Linked DNA regions of Rattus norvegicus: region 1 is linked to region 2. Evidence: chromatin contacts called from public Hi-C data. All regions are on one chromosome and are shown on one strand. The core of a region is the stretch at or near the end of the contact, and the rest is flanking DNA. Distances in the headings are between cores, read along the strand shown. Region 1 holds the start of Tgm2 (transglutaminase 2). Region 2 overlaps Rprd1b (regulation of nuclear pre-mRNA domain containing 1B).

The links. Hi-C and Micro-C count contacts between places; a contact is called where the count stands out from the background.
Region 1: a Hi-C map of liver shows a contact between it and region 2, with 3 times the contacts expected there. The contact joins the promoter of Tgm2 here to the enhancer-like site in region 2. A contact is called at or near these places in 8 of 12 Hi-C or Micro-C datasets (the Rat2 cell line, Schwann cells, hepatocytes and 4 more).

The regions. Positions count from the first base shown.
Region 1 is chr3:167,218,427-167,225,387 of GRCr8, forward strand. It overlaps Tgm2 (transglutaminase 2), which reads right to left and starts at 3,419. Exons shown (of 13, transcript NM_019386.3): 1 at 3,354-3,419; 2 at 200-379. The coding sequence starts at 3,363.
Region 2 is chr3:167,127,488-167,134,308 of GRCr8, forward strand. Rprd1b (regulation of nuclear pre-mRNA domain containing 1B) reads left to right here. Exons shown (of 7, transcript NM_001098727.1): 6 at 1,533-1,708. Among named protein-coding and RNA genes, the nearest start is that of Rprd1b, 28 kb to the left of the region's middle. Within about 2 kb of position 1,389, at least 17 of the 93 cell types and tissues checked have an H3K27ac peak or open chromatin away from gene starts, as enhancers often do. A contact at or near this core is called in liver, where this site is marked.

The sequences.
Region 1 (6,961 bases), core at 2,169-4,668, 93 kb after region 2:
TGTGGGAAGCAGCAACCCAGTACACATGGGCTTGCAGAGCCTCAAGTGGCCCCTCCCTCTTTGGTTCTGAGTCTCAGTTTCTCATCTGTGAAATGGGGCTAATGACAGCTGAGATTCCCACAGGATGAGGGGAGTCACGCAGGGAAGTGGGAATTCATCTGTCCTGGAGTAGGACACAGAGGGAATCAAAGGTACCCACCGGTCACGGCACCAAATGTAAGTCTGTCCACGCTGGCCTCATAGCCACGGCCCTCGAAGTACAGTGTCAGCCGGAAGCGCTGGCCTCGCCGCAGCACCAGTTTCTGTTGGCACAGGTCGGCCGTGTGGTGATCACGGCCATTGGCCTGTATCTCCAAGTCGCACCTCTCCAGGTTCAGCTCTACGGAGACAGAGACAGAGGCAGGCATAAGCCACTGTGGCATCTCTCTCAGCGGACGGTGATCTTGGGCGATACAATCCTACTTGCTGCAGGCGGGGCTCTGTACCCTCTGTGACATTCTTTAGACCCTGGTGACACTTTCTCCCCTCTAGAAGCACAGCCCTCACCGTTTCAACCCATAGCTTCCCAGGGTTGCAGGGGTCTGGCAAGGCTAAATATTGACAGGGCTTTTAATCATAAGCTCCTACTTGCAATGGGAGAGACCTCTGCCATGACCCAGTCATGTGATCCCCAGCGATTCAAGTTTCTTGGGCCTCAGTTTCCAGAACCCATCTTAGAGGGCCATGACAAGCCTTAAATAAATTGCTGTGTGTGAAGCACGACAGGGCACTTAATGCCCATACTCCTGGTCTGCACAGACCACACAGGGTCACAGCCATCAAGAGCGTTGACTTTGATTTACACAGGGCTGGCATCTGCTGAAGGCACTCAGCGCTTGCTACCAGAACCAAATAACTTTCCCCTCCCCTCGCCTCCCTTCCCCTCTCTCCCGCTCCTCCCTCCCCTACTCTCCTCTTCTCCCCTCTCCTCTCCTCCTCTGCCCTCCTCTTCTCTTCCCTCCTATTCCCTTCCCTTCCTTTCCCCTCCTTCCCCTTTTCCATGCAGGATCTTACTATGTAGCCCAGCCTGGCTTTAAACTCCATTTTCTCCAGCCTGAAGACAGCCACCATCCTAGAAATACCATAGACTAAGGATCAGGCTAAAGGACAGAACCAGGCACAGCTAACAAAATTCAGTCTGGGAGGCCTTCAGGAAAATCTGGTTTCCTTCACATATCAAATGCAAGAGGGAAAAAGCCCTAGAAGTTTGAAAGGAGACCCTGTGATGGGAAGCGGAGGGTGTTCTGCCAGTTGTGATGTGCGGCTGTTTTTAAGACCCATCTCACAAGATGATTTTTAAACATTTACAGTGAGCAGGGGACAGGCAGCTTTCTAGGAATTGAACTGGTGACAGAGAGGAGAGCTGGGGGATTCTGCTGACTTGTCTCTGAGGAGGGTCCTTATTTTTGATGCATGTGTTGATAGGCTCACAGCTGGTAGGACATGGGATTTTCTTCCCAAGAACAGCACAGGGTAGGAGGCAGAAGTAAGTGGATAGCGAGGGCAGAGGAGTTTATCACGCTATTCCTCCCTACTTTATGGTCGCCCAATATTCTCCAAAATAAAAGGTTTTAAAATGACAGTTTGGGAGTATTTTGACCTATGTTTTCATCCTATGTTGCTTTTGTGATCCTAGGCAAGTGTTCCTACCCTCGAACCTCAGAGAGTGCTATGAAGTCGAGACGGGCCCCAGCCCAGGAGAGAGCCTTGTGCTGTGGAAATCCTATTTTCAGTTCCAGGAAGAGCTGAGGACCTGGGCAAGCACTAGGTGACAGGTGGGGGTGGCGTGGGGTCCCGGTCTGAAGAGGCTCATGGTCAGAACTAGGGAGTCCTTCTGGTGGAGAGTAGGCACAAGACTTTCAGAGATGTGGCCAGTGCAGGACATGTGGTCCGACTGAGGCCCAGGGCAGGGACTGGGGCCCAAAGTCATCCAGCCTAGATGCTGGGCCTCCTGCTGTGCAAGGTTTCCAAATCGAGGGAAACCATCCTGGAGGTGCAGAAGGCTTCTCCAGAAACCACCTCGAATGAAATGTCTGTGATCCTGGTCCTATAGCAGGTGCCTTTTTGGTTTGTAGCAAGACTCAGTAGGTTGCCCTGGTAATGACCAGCGACATCTCAGCAAAGAGGTTGATAGCACGGCAGTGGAGGCTGGACAGACCCACAAAATCTTCAATGTCAGAAGGCTCAGGCAGGAAAGAGGCCATTTTTCTAGAAACCCTGGTGTCAACCATCCCCTGGCCTGGGGAGGCAGGATGCAGTGCCCCACCCACAGCCTGAAGGGTGCATTAGCCAGGGTTCAGAATCACAGAACTCAACAGCCTTTGCTGGAGGAAACCCCAACACAGTAAGCAGCCTGGTGTATCTCTGAGATCCCTCAGATTTTGGAGATAGGGAAGGGAAACCGCCTTGGGGATAAGCAGACCCTTGGCTGACATATCACACGGCCTGTTGAGATTTCAGATAAAGGAGTGACCCAAGGTCTCACAGCAGGGCTAACTCTGGAATTTCCCTATTTGCTTCTGGTCCCTTGTCACATCCCTTCTCTTGCCCCAAGTTCCTTCCCTGAGGTCACAGTGCAGGCAAATGCCATCCCTGAATGGACTTGACCTAATAGCTAGCTGGTCTGGCAGCGTTAGGAACCTCCTCCATTGTACAAGTCCTGACCCATGTGATTCCATGTGCTGCCCATGCACAGATGCACACATGTGAGCACACCCTCCAGGAGGGAAGCAGGCAGGAAATGAACAGGACCCTGGACCCTTTCCATTCTGCTCAGCCCTGTGCTTGTACCAAGGCTGGAGCGACTGTCCCTAACTTAGAGCAGGGAACTCCGAACTTCAACAAGTGGTCAAGATCTGAACTTGGAGAACACCAGGGCTCAAGAGGACCTGAAAGAACAGGCAGGCCTGGCTCCTGCGGTGCTCCACCAGATGCTGGAATGTCACTTCGATTTGAGACCACAGAATCAGCCAGGAAAGTTGTACTTCTTTCCAGGCTCTGAGGAAAGCCAAGTGCCCGTTCCGGTCAGCATCCCTGAGTGGCTCCTCTGTACCTGGCACGCAGCACGGACCCAGCTAACTAAGTATTGGGAGAACGAAGACAGTACCTCACCCTTCCCAGTAAACCTTCGGGGTAGCATTTTCACCTCATCCAGGGCAGAATTAACAGCTATGCCTTGAAGTGGGGGCAAACTGAGGCCAACAACTCAGGGCCAGCAAGGTGCCTTCCAATGGCCCACCTGTCGCTCTGCTCTGGGGACTTGGAGATAGTCCAGCCTGCTCCCGACTCTACCTCCCCGCGGCTCAGGCACTCACCCTCGGCCATGGCCAAGCTAGCGGCGACAGCTCGGACGCAGCGGGACACTCGGGCGCGGATCACCAGTGCGGTGCTGCGGGACAGCCTCGCGGCGCGAACTTATAGCCCAGGGCGACCGGGCGGGCCCGGGCGGGGCGGGGCGGACTCCAGGGTTGTCGGTCCGGGAACTAAGGTTGCCGGGAGCGCCCCCTGCTGGACACAGGGCGACCTCGGAACAGACATCTGGAGCGTGCGATGAACACCCAGATCAGACCAAGGCCACCGAACATGAGACGCGTAGATAAGATCCACAGACCAAATCAGTAGCCAAGAACACACACCTCTCCACACACATCCATGAATGTACCTTACACAGATACACATAGACATACATACCACAGTCATAAATACACACGTATACCATATCTATACATACTTCATGCACACACACACCATACACACACACACACACACACACACACACACACACACACACACACAAAACCAAGCAGAAAGACATAGAGATCCACCCACAGTCTCAGGGAATCAACTGACAATTTTGGATGCACGATAATTAAATCAACATCCCTCATTAAGTCACGTTGCAAGCCTGGAGAGCCAGGAGTTAGACATAACCAGACATGGGGCTGGGTTCCTACTAAGCCCCATATAACCCTCAAATATGTAGGTATCTGGATGTGGGAGCTTATAGACTCTTGCAGACAGGGGCACAGGTACTGGCATGCAGACACCCACAGATACCCACCCAGCCTTCCCGTCCCACCCAGCCACTCATTCTGATAATCCCCCACCCATCCATTGTGCTTGCATCCACTCACCTATCCCTTTTCCCATCCCCCTCCCTGTGCTCCCCTTCTTTGTAGTTAGCTCACTGTGGATACAGCAGGAAGAGCCCAGGGACCATACCTCCCACCCTTCCCATGGACCAACTCTCATCCTGGCTTCTCTGATGGCAACTCGATCTGCTTCTATACCACCATGTAGACTGAGTGGGGGACTTCCTGAAAGGGCATAGGCCTGCAGATTCCCTTAGCCCTTTCTCTGGGATACTTTGCATGACTGGCCGCCTTGACCTGAGAGGACACCCTAAGGCTCTATTTTTTTTCTTTTTTTTTTTCTTTTTTTTTCGGAGCTGGGGACCGAACCCAGGGCCTTGCACTTCCTAGGTAAGCCCTCTACCACTGAGCTAAATCCCCAACCCCTGAGGCTCTATTTGAGTGTGACTCAGGGTGCCAGGACAAGCCCATACAGTCCTTGGGGACCGTGGGGTCCCTGATAGCTAGCGACTCAGGGAGGTACTGGGGGGCCTCCATTCCATCCTGCCAGGAACAAGGACAAGAACTCGTTCCTCACAGGTTTGAGTCGGGCATAGTCAAAGTGGTTAACACCTAGGGACTCTTGAGCCCAGGCTGGCCTAAGGGTGTCAGCCCTGTCAGAGAAGGTTAGAGATGACTCTGCTGACCTTTCCCATCTGAGGAGGATGCATTCTTCCCACCTTTGTCTCCACCCTGAGTGCTTCAGAGCACAGGTATGCTATGAAGTTGTCTGGCCCCTTGCTACGACTACCATAGGGCCCACAGCCAGCCCCTTTAGGGCTGATGTGGAGGCCTGCCACTCTTGCTACCACTGTGTCCCTATTTTTATGATGGCAGGACTCCTTAGAGGCCTGTCTGGGGTCCCCAACAGTGGCGTGCCTTGGGCCTCCCTTAACCGTATAGTGGAGGCATGCACTGGGTCACTGTGCGTGAGTTGAGAGGTCCTGGTGCAGTCAGACCTTGATGGAACCAGCACAGGAGTTAGCAAGCTGTGATTCACTGAGCAGATGGTGGGGGTGTCCCACCAGTTATTTGGGGTTCCTGTGAGGGACTCAGCATGAAACTCAGACTTGCCCACCTCACCCAGTGGTCAGCCCTGTATCCTTTTTCTGTCTCTTTCTACAGAACTGTAGCCAGCTGGGTGGTGGCTTGGGGCCTTAAGCAATACTAGGCTGGATCTGTTGACTTAAGTAAGGTGGCAGACTTGGTTCCTGGTCCTGTGACTTGGGTCCCTTGCCTGACTCTGACTTCAGTTTTCAGTTTTCTATTGAGGAAGTCTGTGAGGCCCTGCTGTGTTATACCTCACAGGGGCAGATAAGACTCAGAATGGGGGCTGGAGAGATGGCTTAGTGGTTGGGGGGACTGGTTGCTCTTCCAGAGGACCAGGGTTCAATTCCCAGTCCCCACATGGAATCTCACATATTGTGAACCAACACCCAGGTCCCACATGGAGGGTCACAACTGTCTGTAACTCAGAGAGAGAGAGAGAGAGAGAGAGAGAGAGAGAGAGAGAGAGAGAGAGAGAGAGAGAGAGAGAGCTACATGCAAGCAAAATACCAATGCACATAAAAATAAATTATTTTTAAAATTAAAAAAGAAAGTCTCAGAAGTGCTTTGGCGGCAGAGAAGGTGGTCAAGGGTTGCAGGTCCCTGGAGAGCACTGTGTGGAGAGCCTTTTGCCATACTTTCTGGGAACGGACTGTGCAGCCGTTGGATCAGGAAGAGTACGGAGCTCACTATTGTTGTGGGAGCACCCTCAAGCCGTTAGACCTCTCTGAGCTCTGGTTCTCCCCTCTGTGGAATGGATACATCTTCAGCTGAGGGAATTAGCTATTGTTTACCCGGTGTTGGTTACATAGTAAAACATCACCAGAAACTTCCTTATGAAGATGTCTGCAAAGGGTCTGGTATCTCCTCACAAAGTGGGGCTCCCCAGGGATTGGAAGAAGGTCCCAAATGCTGAACACGGTTTACTGGGAGCTCCAAAGGGCTCGCTGTCTCCCAAGGACTCTGTATGCCTGAGCCAAGGCGTTGAATCCTATAGCCTCAGTACTGGGTCTCATCCAACAGGAGGCTTGTGTCTCAGTAGCGACAAAGGTGAGCCTTTGGACACTCGAATAGTCCATTTATGGCCTGAATTCCATTGAAGCTTCACTGCATGAGTTTTGTCATGTGTTCAGTGATGTAAGAGAGGCAAGGGGTAAAGTGACGGCCTAATGTTACATAAAAATGCGTCAGATAAAAGGTTTGTGTTGACTCAGGTCAGGTCTGCCTCTACCAGCCATAGGGGAGCCCCTCAGGGGCCTGTGTCAGTCCAGTCTACTCTCAGCAAGGGAGGTCCTCTGGGCTGTGGCTGATGTATCTGACCTGTGGTCTGTCATAGACTTTGGGCGTCCAAAATGTCTTTGACATTACAGAAAAAAAAATAAAATAAAAAGGGGTGAGTTAGAAAAAGCTGAAGGGAAAAATAACAAGGAGGGAAAGGAAGAAGGGGAAGATTAGACTCAGAGGTTGAGCAAGCTAGAGTCACACAGCATGACTGGGCTCCCAGACATTGTCCATTCCCATAGGGCAAAGGTCCCTGGGCCAGAGCTGACTCTGAGTTGCATGAAAGGGAGGTGAGAGGAGCCAAGGGTGGGACAGGGCTGGGGTATTAGGAGGCCTTCCCTCTTCTACTGATTGTGACTAACAGGGATGAGCAGTATCTGGTGTGAGGGACCCAAGATAGCTGGGCCACTCCCCTGGGCTGAGATGATGGGTGGGGTGGGGCCATTAGCACAGGGGACGGGTGG
Region 2 (6,821 bases), core at 139-2,638:
GCAGCACTAGCAGAGTCTGGAGCACTGCAGTGGTTCCCGGCCCTCTGCACAGTCCCTTGTCCCACCTTTGTCTTGCTCCCTCCCTTCCCAGTGTTGTTCTCCAGCCCTGACGCCAGAGCATGATCTTCGGCATGGGTTCCCATTGGAGAGCCCTCAGCAGCTCATTTCCTCTGTTCACAGAGGCAAGAAAGGGCCAGATGGCTGTTCTACGCTAGAAACTCCTAAATTCCACTGCCTTAAAAAATACCAAGGGCTCTCAGATTTGTGTCACCAGATTGTCTGTGTAACTGCTGGCAGATCTGGTGCCATTTGTTTCAAAGCCTCAACCTGCTATTTTTACCCAGAAGACCTTTTGATTTTATTTACTTTAACATTTGTGTGTATGTGCATACCTGCATGCGTTTATATGTACCACATAGCATGTATGGAGGTGCTGAGATTGCATTGGACCCTCTGGATTGTGAGCTACCTGATGTGGGTGCTGGGCACCGCACCCATGTTCTCTACAACAGCAGTAAGTGCTCTTAGCCACTAAACCATCTCTTCAGTCCCCAAAGACCTTTTAAAGCAAGATGCATGTGTTTAAACTCCGGCCAGCAGCACAGTTACAGCAGCTCTTTATGTTCTGAGTTCTCTTTGTCACTGCTCACTCGCTACACCAGCCTTCGTTTACCACCTCCTTCCAAGGATGCCCTTGCTCACACTTCAGGGTTTGTTCTTTTTCTCCCCCCAACAGGTAGGTGACAAGCCATTTTTTTGGACATGAAGTCAGTTTAGTCCATGATGAGCAATACTTTGAAAATACAGCACATAGTAAGAAAAGGAATTTTTCTCCTTTCCTTCTCTCTTTGGATCTTGCTATGTAACCCAGGCTGACTGGGATTGGTGGCAGCCCTCCAATGAGGGCTGGAATGGTGTGCCGCTCACCATACGTGGGGCTGCTGCTTGTGTGTTTTCACTCTTTCCATCGAGGGTCATGTTTATGTACATTTGAAAAGCCCTGCTTTTTGCAAGTGGGGAGGATGAGCTTGTTCTCAGGTTCTAGACTCTCTTTCTCTGGCAAACAGAGTCCTACAGATGAGCTTCTGAGACCACATTCTAAAGCTCTCACAAAACTTCTGTTTTCTCTCAGTGTCTGTAAACCTAAGACATGAGCGCTTGCTCTGTTTCTTTGGAACAGTAGGGAAAGTATTCTTAATGTAGTAATATAAGCAAACATATTTCATCTCCTGAGAGGCAAGAGAAATCATTTCACAGATGACTCTTGAGTGCCTTTCTGCTGGTTTTGTTTGGAGAGCTTTTGCTGAAGCTCTTCAGCCAGCCAGCTTTCCCGCCCTGTCCAGTTGCCTCACTTCAGGCAGTTGAGAATGTGTCTTCTTGACAGAGTTGGTGCAGTTGGATTCTTGGCTAGCCCAGCACTGTTGGTTCATGGGTTCTGGTTTATTCTTGGACTCTGAACCTCCTCTCAGGAATGTTTGCACTCATACCTGTGTGATTCGTGTGTGTTGTTTTCTGCTCTTATTTGTATTCAGACAAAGAGGCAGCTGAACGTCTTTCAAAAACAGTAGATGAAGCATGTCTGTTACTAGCGGAATATAACGGGCGCCTGGCAGCGGAACTGGAAGACCGGCGCCAGCTGGCTCGGATGCTGGTGGAGTACACCCAGAACCAAAAAGAGGTTTTGTCAGAAAAGGAGAAAAAGCTAGAAGTGAGTACATTGCAGGGCAGACCCGACTGCCTGATCACTGCACCCCCTCCCCCCTTTCCTACATCCCATGTTATTCCTGGATCAACCTTTTTATCTTCTGAAAACAAATGAGACGGGAGCATTCATCCAGTAACCATAATTACCGGAGCCTTGTTAGAAGTTGAAGTCATGGTTTTATATGTCCAGGAAAGAAAAACTCAGACTGTGAAAACAGGGGCCTCTCAGTCACTGCGTTTAGGATCTTAGAATTGCCTCAGTGTATTGTTGAGAAATTATAAGTTGAGGTACATAAGGGTTAGCAAAACCAAAGGGTACTTACTGGTTGTATTTGGGAATCTGAGTTGTTTTGAAGTTTAGTTCTGGCATGTACATATGCTAAGGCCAGGAAGTCACCTGCCTGCAAGCCCTGCCTGTACATAGTTTGAAAGTTTAGTCTGCTTGTGTAGCCTGACTCCAATGGTGGGCAGAAACCCATTCTTCCTGAGTTGAGGCCATGTTCCTCAGTGTCTCCAGCAAGGAGGGGTTTAGAGTCGTCCCTTTGCTGTCTGGCTTCTTAATTCAGCTTAGCTCCTTGTCCCTGGGGAGCAGAGCCAGCACTGTGGCTGTCTGGGGTTTCCTGTCCCACTTGTTAGACTGCATTTCTTAGCTTCTTCTTAGTTTCTTCTCTTTGTTTAAAAGATACATGGAAAAGAGTAGCAGAGGAAGACATGGGGCTGAGCTGGAGAATGTCATAGTGACCACAGGAAACAGCTCAAAGAACCCCCTCAGTAGAAGGCCACCCTTCTTCCAGTGGGGGAATGTTCTGTATAGAGGGAGGGAATACTGAGCTAGCTCTAGTGATGTGCATTCTACATTCTGTGTTCAGCTGCCTGGAGAGGCAGTACCTTACCCTTCCCTACAGTGATTATGGGAGTTGTAATGGCTAGAGGTGCGGGGGACTTCAAATGCCTGGCCAGCTTGGTGTGGCAGATAAGAGACAGATGCACAGTAGTGTGGCTTTCATGTAGATTCAGCACTGACCACAAGTCCTAAAGGAAACGTCATCAGCAGGAGCAGACGGCCATTTATCTGCAGCGCTCCTCTTTCACTGAGGAAGCATTTTCACTGTACCCTGGGACTAATAAGAGATTGTAATTAATGATTCTGGTTGTAAGTCATCGTGCCATCTGTTGAACTGCCCCTTGGCGACACATTAAGGGCTTTCTCTGATCTGTCAGACATTGATTATCATGAGCAGCTGTTGTTGGGTGGAACGTGGCAAGGCACCATAGAGGACAGTCTTTGAGAAGGAGACTGTTGTAGAGCCAGTTAACTCTTTGTTCTGTCGCTTCCCCATTTCTAATTAACTGTCTGTTGGTTGGGGTGGGTTTGGGTGGGGCTTCTTCTGCAGAATAGGTAGCTTACTGGGTACCCCAAGAAGTTCTGAGGTACAGAAGATCAGAGGTCAGTCATTCTGTGGCTTTGGCAGCTCAGTTGTTGCTAGTCACCAAATGGCGTGACATTGGAACCAGCACTTGAGGATGGAGGAGGAAGATCCTGGCACCACAAGGCAGTCAGAGCTCAGGGTTCCTGTCCCAAACCATGTCAACCAGCTGGCTGGGCTGGACCATTCATTGGGAAACTAAAATGAAGTTTGCTTCCATTTAAAAAGCAAATGACTAGATAAAATATAAAAGGCTGAGGGATGACATTAGCTCTTCGTCCATGCAGACACAAATAGTCTGCTCTTCTGAATTTAAGGCTTCCTCTCACTCCTTGTAGTAGACAGATGTTCCTTCCATTCTGTCCTGATGAGGATGGTGACACCCAGTGTACAGTTTGAGTGAAGGCTCAGTGCTGCATATCCCTCCATTTTCCTTGCAGAATATAATCAGTCCTTAACACCACCAAATCAGAAGGCCAGTTAAAGCTGTTGGGAAACCTTTCATTGCCTTCTCACTGTAAATGCCGCACTCTTAGACATAGAGTTGTTTCCTTGGGACTCTTTCCCCACGATTCTAATTAGGTAACAGTCAAGTTTTTCTGTATTCTTTTAACTTTGTATTTTCCTTCAGATAGCAAGCATCTCTCTCTTTCATTGATAACTTTATTTTGGGTTTCCAGTGGCTTCTGAACCTTGAAGGGGATGCTAGATCAGAATCTAAAGGGGAGGGGGACCCATTGTGGCTCACAGAAGGAAATTGCACAGTGAATTGTGTGAATAGCATAGATGGAGCTGGCTAGCTAATGGGGTTAAGACAACAGTTCTGGTTGTAGTTTAAGATAATCCCTGCTGAGAGTAAACCCTTTTTGTAAGAGGAACTGGCAAGAGAGCAGCCAGAGGCCTGGCACTTTGCGAAGAGACTACCGTGTATGGACCTAGGCACTGGAGAGCCTGTGTCTTCAGGGAATAACCGTTCACCTGTTCACCTATGGAGGCATGTGCACAGATGTTAAGATGCTGGAGGAGCGTCTCAGGAGCAAGGCTTTCCCTGAAGAACAGAAGCCTGCTTCCTTTCCTTCACGACATGGAAACAGACCAAGAAGAGCACATTAACAACATTGATTTGATCATATATTTGTTAGTGTGCATAGTGTCAAATGCTCCAGTTCTTTCTGAACGCCAGGCCTACAGCTAGCCTCTTGAAGTCTGTTGGGCACTATGCTCTTTGACTAGGGACATATTTTTTCCTCAGAAAATGCTTGCTCTTGACTCAGATTCCTTGGGAAGTCACCTTTTCCTATAAAGAGAGCTGTTTCTAGGTCCACTCAGTGGTTTGGAGGTTTACTGTCTGCTTGCAGAGAAGGTATTATTAGTAAAGGTAATTGTGGTAGAAATTATACGGTTTCCCCACTGTGCGCCCTTCCTTTTTCCTTTTAATAGAGTTAGGATTCATTTAGAAATTATGCCTTTTTAACCATTTTTGTGCTGAGTGTCATAGTTGGCACTACTGTAGCACTTCCCTAATCTACAAACAAGGTCAAAGGGAAAGCTGAGGAAGGACTGCACTGCTTTGTGTGCTAATCCGAGAAAACCTAGAAAGGGAAAAGAAGCCTGTGGAGGGGACCCGTGTCACCAACAGCTCAGAGTGTGGGGCTACAGTGTGGGACCTAAGGCAGGTGGACTGACAAGGGTAAAGCCAGAGGTGCCAGAACAGCCTCCAGACACCACTGTAGAGCAAGGGGACTTTGTTCTTGCTGACAAAGGTGACTCTCAGGCCAAGCAGGTGCTTAAAGCTCACAAGTCGTAGTCTGAGCAGGTGACACAGAGTTCCTGTCTGTCATTTTGGTGAAATGTGGTGTGCATATGTTGTTCAGAGCTATCAGGATGGGGGTGGGGGAAGGTGGAGGAGAGAAGCTGCTTGTACAAGCTTTAAAGTAAAACAAAACACAAGGTCAGGTGCCTGCAGTCTCACCTCCTAGAACAGCAGCTTCGTGCATTAAATCATGGTGTGTCCATGATCTCCTGGAGGGGCTGTCTATGGCAGGCAAAGACCGCCATGCAGGACAGAGCTCTAGGTGAATTCCTGGCTACAGATTTGTTTGTAGGCTGAGGTAAAATTACATAGCATAACATTAACCATTTGAAAGAACATACATTTCAGTGACATTTAGTGCTTCCAAGTAGAGAGCAGCTATCTGTAAAGGCTCGAACATTGTCATCACTGCAGAGGGAAACCCCATCCCTATTAGGCAGTGACTCCCTGTGCCCTCCCCCTCTCTGCTCCTGAGAACCACTAATATGCCTTCTGTCTGGACAGCGCTGCTCCTGGGGATTTTACATACTTGTGTCTCTTCTTTCAATTAGGTAATAATTTGAGATTTATCCACAAAGTTCCATGTACCCGAACTTTGTTCCTATTGAGGATAAATGTTACTGCAAAGATTGATAATATTGCAATAGTAATAGCTGATATCTATTATCTGGATCTGCCACAATGTGGTCATCATTATTGAATAGCATTGGAATTATATCTACTTTTGGTTACTGTGATAATGAATAATGTTGCTGTAGATAGTCACAAGTCTGTCTTTTTTTTCTTTTAAGAATTATTTATTTATTGTATGTATGTGAGTATACTGTAGCTGTCTTTAGACACACCAGAAAAGGGCATCTGATCACTTTACAGATGACTGTGAGCCACCATGAGTTGCTGGGAATTGAGCTCAGGACCTCTGGAAGAACAGTGGGTGTTCCTAACTATTTGCTGTGCCATCTTCCAGCCCCACATACAAGTTTTTGTAAACATGTTTTTCATTTCTCTTTGGTATGTGTTATACTAGGGTTGAGGTTGCTAGATCAAATAGTGATTCTGAATTTAACCTTTTGACACCCACATCTCAAACTATTGCCCACAATGACTGCCTCATTTTCTGCTGCCACCACTCATGTACAGGCTTCAGTTCTTCACATTCCTGCAGTACTTACCACGTATGGTACTGTGCACCTTCACCTGTGGTGATTGATTGGTGTTTCTCAGAATAGCAGTGGTGATGAGCATCGTCGCCTGTTCCAGGACTTTGCTGTCCTTGTTGGAAACATGTCTGTTCAAGTCCTTTTGTACACTTTCAGGTTGACTTGTTTGCAGTTTGAGTCTCTCTGTTCTTTATGTGTTTGGATAGTTATGTTCTTACCAGACAGATTTGCATATATTTTCTCCTACTGTGAAAGTTATTTTATCTCAATGAGTTCTAATTTTACTCCAGCTTTTCCTGTTCCTCTTCTTTTGAGTGTTGCATCTCAGAAACCACTGGCCAATTCCAAGACAGGAAGATTTCTCATTGTGCGTTTTAGGAGCTTTGGTGTCTGAGCTCTTCTATTTAAGTTGTCATCAGTTCTGAGTTTCTATATGATGTGAGGAGCTGTTGAGTGAAGCTGTCCTTTGGCCCTCAGGATTTGTTGAAGTGACTGTTATTTCCTCCAACTGAATGTGTGATACCCTGACACCCTTGTCAAAGAATAATTGTCCATAGATGTGCTCATTCTCAGTGGTGTACCGCAGATGTCTGCGTGCCCACTGATGGCGTCTCACTTAAGTGCTCAGCTCTGTAGGAAGTCTGAAAGTGAGACGCACGTGTCTTCAGTTTGGTTTTCCCATTGTGTAGTTTTGTGTAAGAACTCTTAAAATTCCAA